2 separate regions of the Macaca mulatta genome follow, and region 1 is linked to region 2. Evidence: chromatin contacts called from public Hi-C data. All regions are on one chromosome and are shown on one strand. Each heading gives the region's core, a stretch centred on a gene start, on an enhancer-like site or on the middle of the called end of the contact. The rest is flanking DNA. Distances are from core to core; before and after follow the strand shown. Region 1 has its middle 360 kb from the start of PIK3C3. Region 2 holds the start of SYT4 (synaptotagmin 4).

Region 1 (5,253 bases), core at 1,900-4,399, 990 kb before region 2:
GATTCCAGGGATGAGCTACCGTGCCTGCCCCTGTAATACTTTTATATAGATAAAAATACTTCTGGGAAGGGTAACACTAGAAGTTAAAACCCCAAGAGACTTTGGATATGATTTAGTGCCATGTTTCACTTTACAAAAGAGGAAGCTGAGGCCCAGAGAGTTCAAGCAAGAGTTATAGCAAGTTCACAGTGAGTCCAGTACTAAAACTCACTTTCAGGCTTTTCTGCTATATTGAATCACCACATATGTGTGTTCATTAACATTAAAGCAATTTGACTTCATATGCCCTTCCTGTGCAGCTGTGGTTCTGATTTAAATATCATTTCTTGAGAGCCACATAGGTTATTGACTCATGTTTCTACCTATTGCCAAAAACAACCACAGTCGTTTGGGGGAAAAAAAAAAAAAAAAAAAAAAAAAAGGTTTGCAGAGATACTTGCTATTCAGTTAATTTGAAAAGCATATCCTGGATGATTTCCCCTTACCTTAGAACTTCTTGTAAAAGATTCAGGAAGTTTCTGGCATTTTCTCCCTTTTTAACTTTTTCTTCTTTTATCCTGGAAAAGAATAGAGAGAAGATTGGTATATAATGAATGTTGAATGATGAGCAAGAATGATTTTCTGCCAAAGTCAGGGTTGGCAGCTGGTCACTCGCTGAGTGATAATAGCAATAAAAACAAGAGCTAACACTGATGGACCGTTTACCATGTGCCGCACATATTGTTCAAAATGCCTTCATTATTTGATTGAACTTATTTTATCCTTATGATTTTGCTACAAAAGGTTGAGCAATTTTCCCAGCTCTTAAGGGCCAGATCCAGGATTCCAACTACAGAATCTTCCTTTCAGAACCTAAGACACTAACCACTCAACCACACATAAATTTTTTTACAGAATGCAGCTGATTTCCCTGAACTTTCTTCTTGGTGATCATTGTTACAGTTGCTCCTGTCCTCCATGCCGAAGGGTACATGTGTAATCTGGATCCTCTAACATTTTATATGATATTAATTGCTTTTCTCTGATGTACAGAAATATTCAGATAAAGGAGGTCCTGGGGTTATGAGACTAAGATAAGGTGATGGAAAAAAGTCCAGGACTTCTCAAGATTGGTGACCCCAATGGCAAAAACTTTCCAATGGCTAGAAGCACCTCTCTATTTTGTGACAAAGGAAAAGTTCATTGTGAGAAATGTTGTCTAAGAGACCAGAGACTACCCTGTACCACTTGTGTGCTATGAGACGCTGGGCAAATTACTTTTCTTCGAGAGATCTGATTGGTCAACTTCATATTCATCTTTGTGTTTTCTTCTTTCTTCAATCATTTAGGAATTTAAACATTGTTTTTCCACATGACTCTTCTTGGAGAGTAGAATAGCTAACGCTACCTGCAGATAAGGGCCAGGGCAGGCTTGAACTCTCACCTCCATGTCCCAAGTGAGCCCTCCTCTTTTTGGCTTTATGGTGGGTCAGTGCTGAATGGCAAAGCAGGCAGAGCTGCCTCCAAGACAGCTCATCACTGGCAGGAAATCATTCTAGTTCCTGGCATTACACCTACACATTCTCTTTCATTGCCCATTTCTCCACTCCCAGTCATAACAGATTGGGGGGGGGGGTCCTTGTCCTATAGTCCGATGCAACTAGGAAGGTCTGGGGAGTGGAGACAGGGATGGGGAAAGAACCGTCAGAATGGTCCTCAGAGCTGCTTTTCAGCTAGTGAGGCTGGATGCAGAGGTGGTCCATGGCCATAGTATTAAAGGAAATATGATCGTCATCAGCTCAGGCACCATCACTCACCCCAGGTCTCACCACCAAATACAAAAACAGCACCCATTTCCATACCTTGCCCTCTTTGTTGACACTTCCTCCTTGCTTTCTTTTCCTGTTAATCTTTTTGTACATGTTAAATAAATTTAAATAAGTTCCACTAGCATAAGCATTAAAGTGAGAGAAATTTCACTATTCAATTTACTTTGGACTGTCAGAGATGTCAGTCAGGATTGTTCAAGTAGATGAACGGTGTAGAGATGGGCTTGGGTGGGTGTCACCTGAGGACCGGAAGAGGAAAGGGCAGAAGGAGAAATCAACACCCAGATCATCAACCAAAACCCCCATCTTTTACGTCACAAGAGTCTCTCTTTCCCATTTTCTAAGAAGGATTCAGCGTGGAAGAGGCCATAAAAGCATGTTTCTTTGGCATTTTTAAGTCTAAATAACGTGGTTGGGCTGAAAACCTGTGTCCAACACAGTCGGTTTCACCGTGAAGATGTTGAGAGTCAAACCCAGCACAGGGGCATACGCCTGCAATTTAGCTGCTTGAGGCTGAGGTGGGAGGATAGCTTGAGGCTGGAGTTTGAGACCACACTATGCAACGAAGGAAGACCACATCGCAAAAAAATAAATAAAAAAAAAGTACAGGAGTCAAAACCACCACAGAGCCTCAGGTGTCCAGTTAATATAGAATGTGAGAATGAGACTTCCTCTCAGTTCCCCAATTCCCCCCTCCTCAGTCTCTGTCGTTTGATTCTTTGGGTATGACAACTTAGCACATAGAGTAAGCTCACTTCATGTTAGTTAAATGGAGTTATGAAATGCACAACATTGAGAATTTTGAGAAAATAGGGGCAACAAAAAGAGTAGGAAGGTACCATGCAAAAAGCCTCCCCACCTTATCCAGCTCATGCATATACATAAAACACAAGAAAGTTAAACAGAATTTCATGATATAGTTTGTAGTTTGTCTTAGTGAAAGAAATTAAATGATTTGCAGTGAATTTCAACCCGTTGGCAGAATTCATGGACCTATTGCTGTGCAGACACTGCTGCTTGAGGGCAATGGAATTGGAAATTTCCATGCACCAGGGCTCCATGGCCAGCAGATGGCGATGTTTCTCAGTTTTACAGGAAGATGCCAGGCCAGAGGCCGTTAGTTATGCAGGGCGTGTTTATCAGATGGCTGTTAAATCGGTCAAAATCTGTAAAGGATGACAGATCAGCTCTTATTTATTTATTTTTACTTAGAGTTGATGAATTCAGTGAAATTTCATGATGGGAGAATGAACGCTGTGCCTTCGTGTTGGGGATGGGAGCAGAGGACGACCCGCATCCAAAATGGTTGGGTAGCTGCGTTTTATCTCCCTCAGTTGCTTTTTAAAATGAGATTCTTCTCGCGCTGCCTTCTGGCAGCCTGGATTTAGTCAATTGGGACCAAAGGGCACACCGGCAGCAGTTTTGTTCATTTTCTTTTCTATTTCTTTATAAGTGGGCTTGTCTTCCCGGATCAACCACTTGGCCCGCAGATCCTGGGGCAGAGGCAAAATCTGGGTGAGGCTGGGTCAGGAGCCAGAGCAGGGCTGCTCAGAGTTGAGGAATGGGAGGGAGGAGAGCTGCTCCTAGGCTCGCTCTCAGCCACGTGGGAGAATTGGAGACGGATCCACTTTCTCCTCCCTGAGCACAGCAGCTATTGCACTGAGAGCCAGCATCCCTCTGGAAAGAGGCCGAACCATTTTAAGCAGAGGGAAAGAAATTTGTGGACTAAATTGGTCTTAAAATACTGCCTCCTCTGTGTGCTGACCCATTAAAGGACATGGCACCACCTGGGATCCAGGGTATTCAGTTTCTTGATTTGGAGGTGTCACTAGCCTACTGTGTGATGTTGAACTTGTTTTTTCGTCTGTAATATGAACACTTTGATGGAAATCTTACAACCATACTTAAAATTGTATTCTTCTGAACTAGCAACTCTTGTGATACAGGAGAATTTTTAGATGCCCAATTAAGTCAGAATATTTAGGGGTGGGACCTCGGCGTGCATCTTTTTTTAATAAGCTGTCCAGGTGATGTGAATGTTCAGTTGGGCTTGAGAACTATTGCTCTAACCAGGGGATCTCAAAGGAAAGTCTCAGGACAGCAGCATCAGCCTCACCTGGAACCTTTATTATTATTATTATTGACACAGAGTCTCTCTCTGTCACCCAGAATGGAATACAGTGGCATGATCTCAGCCCATTGTAACCTCTGCCTCGCAGGTTCAAGCGATTCTCCTTTCTCAGCTTCCCAAGTAGCTGGGATTACAGGCACCTGCCACCATGCCTGGCTAATTTTTGTATTTTCAGTAGAGACAGGATTTCACCTGTTGGCCAGGCTGTTCTGGACCACCTGACCTCAAGTGATCTGCCCCTCTCGGCCCCCCAAAGTGCTGGGATTACAGGTGTAAGTCACCACGTCTGGCCCAAAAACTTTTCAGAAAAGCAAATTATTAGTTGCCCTGATCAGAATCAGAAATTCTGAGGGTGAGACCCCAAAATCTGTTTTAACAAGCACTCAAGGTGATTTTGATGCAAGCTAACGCTTGAAACCTACTGTCGCGTTTGGGAGGATGAAACTTCCCCATATCTTTTGCATAAGTGAGGCCGGGGATTACTTCTGGGAATGGGATGTAAACACAGTGCTGTATGTCATTTCCTGGGCTAAACGTTTAATTGTTCGTGCATGACCTTCCATTTTCTCATCTGGGTAGGTTGTGTGATTTTAAATAGAAACGCAGCATGCTGGAGCTTCTGCTAATTCGGACCCCAGAGTTGCTACATGAACATCTTGTAAATGAAAGACAACAAAACAAAAATTTTTATGTTAAATAACTGAAATGTTGTGGCTGTTTGTTACTGCATTATAGCCTATCCTATCCTGATGAATGCAAGTACTAATGCTGTAGTTCTGACAATTTGGTTTGATTAGTGCTGATAAGAAGAGAAGGGACTCCCCCATCCCTCCTCAGTCACCAAACATCCATTTCACAGTTCTTCTAAGAACATATATTTAGGTTTAACATACTAGGATAATTTAAGACAAGCTTCTATATCTGGTTGTGGGTTGCACATGCCAAAAATGGGAATGGAATTGAAAAAAAAAGACTCAGTCTCATGTCCTGATGTATCCAAATATCTATATCTGGTATTATAGTGTTCAAATATTGGGGTCCGAGTTTGCATCCTTGAAAGTTCTTTCTATAGCTCCGGATTATTATGCTGATACTAAGAATTTGATATTGCTTCTTCCCATTGCAAGAGCTCAATTCTGGGAAGGCATTCTCCTTCTCTTTAGACCTTTCCTAAGTAGACTACTTTGTCTTTCTATGACAGGAACTGCACGTTTTGTGCTCCTTTACTGAGGCGAGCGTCCCTGGGCTTGTCCTCTCCCCACCATTGCTTTTTCCTTTATGTATTTATAACCATCACTCTATTAAGACTGCTTC
Region 2 (5,821 bases), core at 2,624-5,123:
ATCTCTCTGTTCATTAACATTTTTCCTTCAGATAATTCAATTCCCGAGAGAGGAATTAGAACTTCCCCAATGATATCATCTCTTGAAAACCTGTCAAAACTCAAAATTGTGAAGTGCAAGGCCAATTCTTGGATTTGGGTGTAGGGGATCCCATAGAATGTAAAGGTCTCATCAAAAGCTGGATCCAAGGTTTTTCTCAGCACTCTAGTTTTCACTTTATGCTTCTTCTCTGGGAGGATCGTCATTTTGATATATGGGTCAGAGGTCATCGACTGCTCGTCCATGGCTGGCAAGCCACGGGCTTCCTTGATATTGACCACAAATGCTTTTTTCTCAAAGTTGTATTCTAAGGAGAAGAAGAGAGTTCCCAGCTTCTCTTGTTTCTCTTCTGAGGAAAGGGAAGTGCTGGACTTTAAACTATCAGGGGAAACTGCCTCTTTTTCTCCTTCTAAAAAGAGCTTTGGGGTTGCATTCTCCAGATCAGAAGGGCTGCCAGGTTTGAGGTTGGTTTTGGGAAAATTGCCATTGAGATCTCTCTTTTCAAGATCCAGATGCAATGAATTCTTTGGCACAGTTGGCTTATTCTTTACTTCATTTTTGTCATCTGCTCCAAACTTCTTTTTGCTATTTAGGTTTTCAGGGTAAATATCAACTCCCTTAAGCACATGCACAAACTTGTATGGAGGAGTCTTGTTAGACTTGGATGATTTTCTCTGACAGCAGATCCATGCAAAGAGAGAGACTGTGAAGACCAGGCCAAATGCACTGAAGATCCCCACCACTGTGGGGATTTCATCTGAAAAATCAAATGACCAATAATATACATTAAAGAAGCAGAGCTGGAGATACGAGCCTTTTGAAAAGCCTAATAGAGCTAGCAATTGCTATAGGTTGAATAGATTGAATTACTTTCCAACTGATATATATATCACACTAACTTCAGATACAAACACATCCCCACAGGAAAAACATAAAGTATAGTAGAAACTCCTTCATTTCAGTAGTTTTTCATTAGTGAAATGAAAAGACAAAATGGTTCTGAACAGATACGGGGGAATGCTTAATGACTCTGACCTATCTTTGTTTTCTCAGGTAACATGAGACAACTACGATATGATGGATCAGTACTAATTTCATTATTTTTTATTGTCATTTTGAGGCTTTCCAGAGCATCAAATTTTACTGGAATTCTAAGTAGTTCTTTACCCAGAATTCAAGCAGCAAACATTTAGGGACCCAGTGGTTCACTTAATTGTAGGAAATTCTGAAACAGTATTTGGCATTGCCACAAACTCATTAGTAATTTTCATCCCAATTATGGAACAGTGGTAAAAGAAATACACATATATTAGAGAAAAATAAAACAAAAACCGAAGAGTAACAGGGTACCAATACTTTGTAACTTGTAACACTACCATCCCTCTGTATGACAACCCCAAATTTCTCAAACACTGAAATTTTCAAAGTATAAATTAATTAAACTTAAATAAGATAAAAACAGAACAATAGGTATAAGTGAATTAGCATTCCTTGACATATATGAGAACAGTGAAATTTAGAGTTCAATCTTATCTATAACTGTTTCTTCCGCTAGCACATGGCATGGCAAATGATAATCAAACTGAAATTGTCATTATTTTCTTGAATAATGGCACATTAAATTACTGACATTAGGTAATATCGATTATGCATAAGGCTTATCCTATTTTATGTGTAAGCATCTTTCTTAAACAAATGGTTAGTAACACTATGGAAGCAAAAGCAGTATTATTACATCGGTACATAGTGAATCAATAGAGTCAAGGCTTAATATCATCAAAGTGAATACAACTAATGTAATATTATATACATTTTGTTCCATTGCAATATGCTTTTTATCCTAAATAGTGAATAATAAAGTTATAAGTTCCAGCCCAGAAAGGGTTAAAACTTTTCTAAATAACCACAAGAAATCCAGTCTTTTGTTACTTCCCTTCCCCATCCCCCCAAATCTTCTGCCAATCTACTTCATAATTATAAAACTGAACTCAGAGAATGTAAGGTTAAGAAAAGACAAATGAAGTAGAAGGTAAAAAATCCAATAAAACCGCAATAAAAATCCTGTATTTTAATGTATAGAAACTGAATCATGTAAAGATGAAATAAACCTTTGACTTCTCTAGGTAGAAAAAAGAAACAGTGACTACTATAATATAAAGCAAGAGCTAAAGATAATCTGCTAAACTTAGTACCAGCTTTTCAGTTTTTGCTTCTATTCAAGTCTTTGTGGAAAAAAAAATGCACCCACATTCCTGGACTATAATAACCCAAAGCTAGGGAGCAAAAGCAAAGTCATGAACTGAGACAGTTCTTTAGTCAATGTAAAAACAATAAAAACAGCAGAAAATCATTTTTATAAGTAGACTGATAGACCATGCTAGAACATATTTTCACTAGTACAGTCTCTAAAAATTCCTCCGTTTTAGAAAATCATTCAGGTTTCAAATGAAGAATTGGGAATAAACGTCATACCAAAATAAACCCAATAACCCAAATGGAAGGCTGGGAAAGAAATTCATTTATGAATATAATATCAATTGTCCCTATTTGATATTTATGTCAAATGGCAAACATTTTATATAACATGGAAACACTTATCTACTCCCTATGTATTCTCTACTGATAAGGTCTTATAATCTTGAAAGCCAATATCATGGTTATTTTATTCAGTTTAATAACAATTATCATACATCTGTAGATATCACTCCTCTTCACAAACTTCTATGAAATTTCATAATTTACAAAATACATGTAAGTAAAATTCTGACCTTTTTCACTTGTAATACATTGGATTCTAAAAATAGTACTTTTTTATCCTACGAATTGCATCTAATTTTATGTACTGAAACCAAAAACTTGGTGTAAGGAAAGGAAAGCTGAAGGGGAAAATTGGAGCCCTAATTCAAGTTTCCAGCAGCTTTCAGCTAATTGTGCAACCCACAATACTTCCCTCATCTCTCCAGGTTAGCTCAGCAGTGAAATGAAATAGGCTGAGCCAGTGCATTTTGAAACTCCCTTTAACCCTACTACCATATGATTCTGTCTTTCACTAGCAACATATTTCAAAGATACTAGAAAAACATAGCAGACAAAAACACCCATATGGAACACCCTGTAATAAAATATACATTGCCAAACCCCAATAGACAAGTTGCTTTCTTTAACCAAGATCAAGTCCCAATGTAACCAGAGATATATTTAGCTTCTCCTAATAAAATATAGATTTACCTACAAAATAGATGAAACCAACATGGGAAAAACAAAACCCTTTTTCTTTACTCAGTGCGTGCTGCAATTTACAGAAGTACCTGAAAATTTAAGAACTTCTTGAAGGTAAATTCTCTCTAACAGAAGACAGTTTTAAGGAGAGAGATACCAAGGAAGGGAGAGAAGCTGCAGAAGTAAGCCACAATTACCTGACTGCCATTCTCATTTTCCTTTTAAATTAACTACCTAGGAAATCTGTATTCAACAACCAGGGAAAAAATAAATGAATAAACAGCCCACCCCAGAATATTCAAGGAACAACCGCAGTCATAAGTTCAGTAACTTGCTTACCAAATTCTTCCCGGCTGGTGGTGATCGGAGCCATTTTTTACTGCGTGTTTCTGTCCGAGGTGCTGAAGGAAAAAACTGCCTGGCTGGATTCACTTGTCTGGATCTGAAGCGCCGGCTTTCCGAGCGCTGAAAACAACAGCGCAGAGCCCAGGGGACCAGCTCCTGGAACAGGGAGGAGGCAAAGAGGGAGGTCCACTCGCCCTCGCACAGTGATTTGCCACCTCGGTTCCTGTTTTGGCTCTTCTGAGAAGCTCGTCTCCGAGCTCCAGACGTGGCTGGAACCCGAATTGACGCAATCCTGACGCTACAGGGCTGAAATCAGCACCTGCCCCCCTCCCCTCCTCCCTTCAAGCTTTCCTTCTTGCTTCCTCCCTCCTCTCTTGAGGATTCAACACACGCTCATCAATTGTTTTAACTGTTGGACCACTAGAGATTAGCTTTGCTGTTTTGTGGGGGCTCAGAGGCTTACCGAGATGAGCCCCGAAACTGATCCCTGTCAGTTCCTAATATAAAATCTCCTGATCACCTAGATGAATAAAATTGTGTTTCTGAGTTATCAGAATAACGTGACTTACAGAGGAGAAATTTCTGGTTCAAATGACTCATTTTAAGACGCAAAAACGTATTTTCTTGCTTTTTAGTTTTTTCTTTGACATGTTATACATATGACACTTACTACATTTAGAAAAGATTCACTACAAATTGATCCATTTGACATAAGATAGTTTCTCCACTATAATCCTTTATGTTCTAATAAATTATTAGTCTAAATATTTTGCTGGTACAGTTGATCCTTCCTGATCTGTCAGTTCTCTTCCCTTTAATACCTGACATTTGACCAGTTAAAGCACTTAGGAACAGATGGAAATAATTCCTTGGATATTCAGACTCACTCTCAGTTATGACTTTTGCATATAATGAGACTGCTTCTGAAATGACATTTATGGTTAAAAGGCCTGACTTCTAGTATGCTTATACAAAATAGTTCCAATAATCAGGCCAACATCTGAGGTAACATTGGTAGCATTGGTTATTTCAAAGGAAAACATTCCTTTTTCTAAACTGATGATATTCTCGAGGTGAAAAACTGGGAAAAATATGGTGTCAGATTCTGATTCATTTGAATCTGAAGAGTGTGCCTTTCTAAAACAAATGCTTAGCAATTTTTCAAAGGAAAGAAGTCAGGCTGTAACTCCAACTGTCAATTATTGCTCTGCAAAGAATTTCTTTGCTCTGGAGTTAATAAGCAAATGACATTCAGTGTGTGCTGGGATGTGGGAGAAGGGATACAGGGTGAGTCTCAGAAAGCTACTGTGCAAGTGGCAGGTCCCTGCACATTGGCTAGCAGCAACCCAGAGCATCAAGGCTCTGTCTGGGGAGAAATTAGCTTCAGTTCTTTGCATCATGGAAAATTTTATAAACCAGTCTTTTTTCTTTGCCATTCTATTTGCTCCCACATACTTGGCATTTGAATGTTCCTCTGACACATTTTTTTAAACTTTCTATCTTCATGCTATGAAAACACACAAACTAATTTGCTGTATTTAATTTTTCCACTGGCAGAGTCTGTGGTTGTGTCTTTATCATTTCGCTTTATTCAGATTACCTCAATTATGCATGCATAATTGAGGAAACCCCACCCGATGGGGTTGTCCCTAGAAATAAATATCTATTAGGTTAAAGAATAAGTGGCATTTATTTGTGATGCATATCACAGGTGGACTAAATACATGGTGTGATGTTTACTAAAGTGTATATTTTCTAGCTAAGTTATTGCTAACATATGTTTAAGTTCATTTTTTGTAAATATAAATACCTTATGTGCATGTTCTATATAAATTAGTATCTCATTAATTTTACCTTCAGATAGTAAAATGCTGTTATCTGTAAACTGTACAGATTGTTTAAACTCTATTTCTATGAAACCCACTCCATCCTTTGCTGTCTGACATCTGAGGAAGCATCGTGATAAGATTACCTCTTGCCCAGAGCTAATGCTATTGTGGACGAAGTAACTATTTCATTGCTTGCTTTATAAGCAAACTGAAAAGAACTGTTATTAATTAAATGTCTGAAGTTTTCTTCACTTTCATTTGATGAATAGCATTTTAGGTATTATTCAGTCTCTTTAGACAAGCTTCTAGCAACACCAGATGAGGAGTGGGCAGTAGACAGACCCCACACAGAGAAAAACCTGTAAGATTTTATGATTGAGATTCACACC

The links. Hi-C and Micro-C count contacts between places; a contact is called where the count stands out from the background.
Region 1: a Hi-C map of fetal cortical plate shows a contact between it and region 2, with 5 times the contacts expected there. The contact joins the enhancer-like site here to the promoter of SYT4 in region 2. A contact is called at or near these places in 4 of 14 Hi-C or Micro-C datasets (cortical neurons, fetal cortex germinal zone, fetal cortical plate and 1 more).

The regions. Positions count from the first base shown.
Region 1 is chr18:50,154,452-50,159,704 of T2T-MMU8v2.0, reverse strand. No RefSeq gene overlaps it. Among named protein-coding and RNA genes, the nearest start is that of PIK3C3, 360 kb to the left of the region's middle. Within about 2 kb of position 3,149, at least 15 of the 40 cell types and tissues checked have an H3K27ac peak or open chromatin away from gene starts, as enhancers often do. A contact at or near this core is called in cortical neurons and fetal cortical plate, where this site is marked.
Region 2 is chr18:49,167,302-49,173,122 of T2T-MMU8v2.0, reverse strand. It overlaps SYT4 (synaptotagmin 4), which reads right to left and starts at 3,873. Exons shown (of 4, transcript NM_001265986.1): 1 at 3,598-3,873; 2 at 1-796. The coding sequence starts at 3,631.